Linked DNA regions of Triticum aestivum: region 2 is linked to region 1. Evidence: chromatin contacts called from public Hi-C data. All regions are on one chromosome and are shown on one strand. Each heading gives the region's core, a stretch centred on a gene start, on an enhancer-like site or on the middle of the called end of the contact. The rest is flanking DNA. Distances are from core to core; before and after follow the strand shown. Region 1 has its middle 64 kb from the start of LOC123139217. Region 2 holds the start of LOC123139218 (probable protein phosphatase 2C 27).

Region 1 (3,080 bases), core at 259-2,758:
TGCCGACGTGGCATGTTTTTTGTAGAAAACATGTTTTTTGTAGAAAACCCCCTTTCTTTGTATGTAATCACATAAATGCCCAATTATTTTCGGAAAAAATTGGGGGCGAGACGTTACAAAAAAGGCTAGAACTGTTGTTTATAAGTATTGACGGGGAAACTGACCGGTTGGGCCTGCCTGTCGGGTGCCGACGTGGCATGTTTTTTGTAGAAAACATGTTTTTTGTAGAAAACCCCCTTTCTTTGTACGTAATCACATAAATGCCCAATTATTTTCGGAAAAAATTGCTCCTATAAGGGTCTTTTTTTTCGTTCGTAACATTCACCATCGATTTGGACTCGTTTGAATATTTGCGTCGGTTTAAACGAATAAATAAAACAAAACAAAACTGAATGCAGCGCAGGATTCGAACCGCCGACCCGTGGCTCAGCAGCGCAGTGCGCTAGCCACTCGGCCACGGCAGCGCTCGCGACGTACTCCAGGCTAGACCGTTTTTATACTAGCCCAAAGACGTTGGGCCGGCGGTTGGCCCAGCGAGGCTGCACACTGGTTTACTGTTTTTTTTAATCATGAATATTAATACATATATTTTTTGCGATTACATATTAGTATTATTAAGGAGCTAAATATTTCAACATATATTACAAAAATATTCAATTTGCATTCAAAATATGTTCAACGTTCATATTATAAGAAAAATGTTCACCGTTTCTAAAGAAAAGTTCATCATGCATTAAAAATGTTCAGTATAAAATAAGAAATTATGTAATCAGTTTGACAAACTTTTTTTGAAATCCGATGAACTTTTTTTCATATCTGATGAACTTCTCCAAACTTGATGAACTTTTTTTGAAATCCGTTGAACTATTTTTTCAAATCTGATGTTTTTTTTCAAAATTGATGATTTTTTTCAGATTCGATGAACTTTTTTTCAGATTCGATGAAGCTTTTCCAGTTTTAATGAACTTTTCTCAAATTTGATGAACATTTTTTAGATGCGATGAACTTTCTTAAAATTTGATGAACTTTTAAAAAAACCAATGATTTTTTTTTCAAATTTTTAATTTTTTTTTTCAAAAGGTGCACCTATTTAGCAAAAAAGGAAAGAAAGAAGGCGAACAAAACCGTTACATAAAAAGAGAAAAAAAGATTAAAAAAACAGTTTGCGAAAGGGTCTGAGGTTCGCGAGCTGCAGAAAGAATAAAAGGAAGCCGACGAAGATGATAAGCATGTGTCTTGCCATGGCGTAGTGGTTGGCGCACCCGGAATTGGTTCGTGAGGTCTAGTGTTCAAGTCTTGTTACCTGCGTATAATTTTTGCAGTTTCTGGCAGAAAGGGAAAAACAAATGGGCCGGCCTAACAGCGCCGACTAGGAGCTCCCATGAATGAGCCGCAACACGCGCGCCAGGTAAGTGTGAAACGAAAAAAAAAATTGCAGGCCTGGGTGGGCCGGCCCAGCGTTCCTGAGCTAGTATAAAAAGAGCTTCGCCTGCTTTCTGTCGCGAGCGATGCTCTGGCGGGGTGGCTAGCACGCGTCGCTGCGGAAAAGCAGGTCGGCGGTTCGAATCCTGGGCGGGATTTAATTTTCGTTTCTTTTATTTGTTCGTTCAAACCGACGCAAAATTTCAAACGAGTCCAAATCGATGGTGGAAATTACTAACGAAAAAAAAAGGCTCTTATAGGAGCATTTTTTCCCGAAATAATTGGGCATCTATGGGATTAAGTATAAAGCAAGGGGGTTTTCTGTAAAAAAGATGCCACGTCAGCACCTGACAGACGGGTCCAACTGGTCATTTTTCCCGTCAATACGTATAAACATCAGTTTTGGCCTTTTTTGCAACGTCTCGCCTCAAAGTTGGTATTGACATGTAAAATTTATCAATCTTGGTACTAATCTGCTTTCAATGCCCGAATTGTGGTACTTCCGTGTAATTTACTCAAACTAGCGCCTGGGCGCATTAACTACGGCCACAGTAAGCGGAACAGCTGATGTGGCCACGACTCAGTCAGTATCCTGCGCCACCCTGATCCGGCTCGGTCGAACGGCCGCATTAACGACTACGCCCACGTCTCAGTCATTATTCTGCTGTGGGCCATCACTCGCTTTCCTTTTTGAGGGAAATCACTCGCATTCAAAGCCCGTGTTAACGTGCTGGCACATCAGGCGTGTCATGTACACATCGTTTTTTTTTTTGAAATCATCATGCGAGCCTGGGTGTGCGCATAGATATTTCCACGTCACCAGAATGACAGCGACGATTGTCTTTTTTTAAAACAAGATGACACCGATGATTGTTGTTCCCGTTCCTGTGCGACATGCTAGCAAATCAAGCGAGTTAACATAAGATCATACGATCAAATCAGAGTAGTTAGCATAATTAACTCACTCTCGGTTACAGCAACTTTTTCCAACATTTAAAGGAGACCGACGAAACACAAACAACCTCAATAAGGAACAACAGACTTGTACAAATGGTAATTTCAGCTAAGCAGAGTACAGAACATCCACCGGAGGCATCATTTAGCGGATCCTTGGCTTCTTACACGGGTTGCTGCTAACTTCATCATCATCCATCTCCACCAGCGCACCAGCCATTGCATGGTGACTTATCCGTGACCACGCATCACCAGGGCCACATTGCAGCTCTGATTTTTCAACGATCAGCAGCACAGTGGGTCATTCTCGTCGTAACCCTCCATCGGCACCTCGTCAGTCACCGAGTCAGCACCATCAACTCCATCCATGGCGACCAAGCTCCCAGTGCCAGCAACATCGAGAAAAACAACCTCAGGCACGAAGCAATGGTTTCGGGGAAGAAACAGATATAGAGAGCAGCGAGGGTGGAGGGCAGGAAGCAACGTTTATGGAGGAAGGAAAGGCTGGAGGGAGGCCTGCGAGTTGGCAGGGGCGTGTTTTGCGGGTGCAGTAGCAACAAATTAGCGATCCAAAGCAATTAATCTGTCATGTCTCCGGCTGACTGCACACCTGCCCTACGCGGACATCATTTACTGCAGCGGTGACGGCGTCTTTTTGCATCAGACGGCACCCTTGCTTGTCTGTTCGGGGAACAACATTTTTG
Region 2 (3,215 bases), core at 234-2,733, 270 kb after region 1:
GTCCCAGTCGAGTGCTGAGAAAGGCAATGCCTCATGGACGGCGGGCATGTTGTGCGGTGATCTGCGGGGCTTCTTTAGAACGTTGTTTGTGTGGTGGGTTTGTCGAGTAGCTACTTTTAGTCCGGTGGACGCTTTGTGGTAGCGTTTTGTGATGTGACACTGTAGTGTGGATGGCTTACATACCATTGTTTCGCTTTGATACACGATACACATGCTTGTACATATTTTAAAAGTATATACTTTCTTCTACAAGAACCTAGAGATAGTTCTCACATCCTGGACGACACCCACGAAAGGATTACGACTCCACGCTCATCCTCATCCATTCAGGGATTTTTGTTTCTTCACACCGAACGTTATTCGGGAGATTTGGAAGCATCGAAACGACACCGTCTGCCATAACATCTCCCACTGAAGCTTGTGCCCCTAGCCGAGTGCTCGAGGAGGGCAATGCTCGGCGCACAGCTGTCATGTTACGTACACGTTGATCTGCGAGGCTTCTTTTGAGGAGTTGTTTGTTTGGAGGGTTGTCGCGAGTAGCTTCTTTTAGTCTGGTGGACGGTTGGTGGCAGCGTTTGCTAATGCGATGTTGTAGTGTGGACGGCTTACATACCATTCTTTCGCTTTGATACACGATACACATGCTTATGCATGTTTTAGAAGTATACTTTCTTCTACAAGAATCGAGAGATAGCTCTCACATCGTGGACGACACCCACGAAAGGATTACGATTCCACCACGTTCATCCTCATCCATTCAGGGATTTTTGTTTCTTCGCACCGAACGTTAGTTGGCACATTTGGAAGCATCGAAACGACACCGTCTGCAACAATGCATCTCCTCTCGAAGCCCACGTTCCCATTCAAGTGCCGAGGAAGGCAATGCCTCGTGCACGGCGGGCATGCTATGCGGTGATATGCGGGGCTTCTTTACAACGTTGTTTGTTGGAGGGTTTGTCGAGTAGCTACTTTTAGTCCGGTGGCCGCTTGGTGGCAGCGTTCGTAATGCGACCGTGCAGCGTGGACGGCTTTTATACTCTTTTCATCTTTAATATACGTTTGCAGTATTATGTATGACACACATATGTAAATATATCTTTCTTCTAATATGGTAATTCTCATATAGGTGAGAATTAACCAAGTTCCATCTAACCCCTGCACCCATTTCACTTTACAAGAAAACCATGGATAGTTCCACGAGAAAACCATACGCTCCAACCAATCATCTTCTCTAGATAAAGAAAAAACGGGCACGGTAAACATGCATGTTTTCTTCTTCTTTTGGACAGCATGAGCGTGCCAAACATTTTTCCCCACCGAGTGAAAAACGAGCTCCACGGGATAACAGAACGTCAAAAAATAAATAGAAACAAGATGCCGAAAAGAGAAGGAAAAAGAAAAAAAAACTCATGGCCCACCGGGGGCTCTAACCAGCACGTGTTCCCCCCGGCCTCTCCCTCGAATAAATACCCCCTCTATCCTCCGTCTCCGTAACGAAGCAAACCAGCTCGGAAACAGAGCAGAGAGAGAGAGAGAGAAACCAGCAGCGAATCCCACACAGGATCCGCCTTCCCTTCCTTTTCCTACCCCCGATCGAAACAGAGAGCTAGCTAGAGAGATAGATATTCCCGCGAATCTTCTGCTCCGATTCCAAGCCCGTCCCGGTCTCGGTCCCGTCCCACGCCCCCTCCCTCCGCCTTCAATCCTTCTTCATCGGTACCAGAGCACCCCTGCGGCGGCGGCAGTTCGAGTCGAATCGCTCCTCCTCCTTCGTCTTCGTCAGGCATGTGCGTGGAGGGATTCGAGGACGCGCAGATCGAGAGGCCGGCAGATTTCGCGGTGGGTAACCCCCTCCCCTCCCCTGTTCCACGCCCATTCGATTTGACTCTGTTTTTCTTTCGATGTTCTTGTTCCTGTGTGGATTTCGCTGGCTGAATCCGGTGGTTTTCCTTTCCGCCGCGAGAAGATGGGGTCGAAATAGATGTCTTTCTTTCTCCTTTCGTCTTTGATTCGTGCGCGTTAGTTGCTGCTTCGGTCTGGACGGTCGATTAGTCGAGGAGAAGAAGAAGAAAAACACTAGTGGGTTGGTTGCTTCGTGCACACACTTTGCGTGCTGCTTGAATGCTTCCGTTTCTCCCCTTCCCTTCCCCTGAAACCCAGAGCCAAGTATATAGTAGTAGCACAGATTATTTGGCACTAGTTTACTTATTGCAGCTGGAATTAATGAACCACTCCCATTATCTTATCTTTTATTAGCAAGAATACTACTACTATTATTATTATTAGCAAGAATATATTACTGTATTATTATTATATCTCCCCTTGTGTGGAAGGTGTGAACAGAGGGATATGCCTTGAATTGTTCGGCGGCCGAGAAGTTTCTACTACTACTAGCTGGGATTAAGCCAGCCGGGGCGGCGTGCCGCAAAAGCGAAATCTTTTTTGTTGTCCTGGCTCGGCGGATGTCATGCCCCATGTCTGCTTCCGCATGTGCATTGTTGTTCTCATGCGGTGCTTCTGATCCTGCGATGAAAATCGTCATGTCGGATTTCCAGTTGACGTGGTTGCTCCATATCCTCTCGTCTTCTGCCGCAGAGATATCTCCGTCTGACAAGGAAAGATATTTGCATCTGAAAGTTAGGACAAACTGTAACTGTTCATAAAAATCAACGTCTGCAAAGTTCACAACTAGCAGTGCTCTGCTTTCTTTATTTCTCTCACTAATTGAGGTTAAATTATACTAACACCAAAGAGGGCTGGGTGTCCTTTATATGTTTTAAATAAGTGCTGGAGAAACATTTTTGGTTCAACAAATGGTAATCATCCATCATCATCATCTGTGTTCTTTAGTCTTTACATGTAGAAGAGTCAGCGCCGGTAAAGTTCAGATAGTGCTGTACCCCTTTCTGCATTGAGGCCAAGGAAAAGCTGGCCTTTTTCGTGCTGTCAAGCCTCCGGGGACGACACGTCCTTGGCAATTTCCTAGTGATCTATGTGCCTTTATAGGTCTGAATTACATAATCATGGGGTAGCTTTTGTCCCTTTAGCTTGCAATTATGGGTTGCAATGCAGGCAGGCAGGTAGTGGGCTGTGGGGTGGTGCTCAAGAATGTACACCTGGAAGCTTGACATTCCTCGGCTAGTCGGTACTCAGTAGCACCTTCTGGGGCTTGCGGTTCGCGGTTTTGTCAATGCGTTCCTGTGCATTTTGGGGGT

What was found. Hi-C and Micro-C count contacts between places; a contact is called where the count stands out from the background.
Region 2: a Hi-C map of leaf shows a contact between it and region 1, with 4 times the contacts expected there. The contact joins the promoter of LOC123139218 here to the enhancer-like site in region 1. A contact is called at or near these places in 2 of 5 Hi-C or Micro-C datasets (both in leaf).

The regions. Positions count from the first base shown.
Region 1 is chr6B:682,736,868-682,739,947 of IWGSC CS RefSeq v2.1, forward strand. No RefSeq gene overlaps it. Among protein-coding and RNA genes, the nearest start is that of LOC123139217, 64 kb to the left of the region's middle. Within about 2 kb of position 1,509, at least 7 of the 8 cell types and tissues checked have an H3K27ac peak or open chromatin away from gene starts, as enhancers often do. A contact at or near this core is called in leaf, where this site is marked.
Region 2 is chr6B:683,007,417-683,010,631 of IWGSC CS RefSeq v2.1, forward strand. It overlaps LOC123139218 (probable protein phosphatase 2C 27), which reads left to right and starts at 1,484. Exons shown (of 4, transcript XM_044559018.1): 1 at 1,484-1,839. The coding sequence starts at 1,786.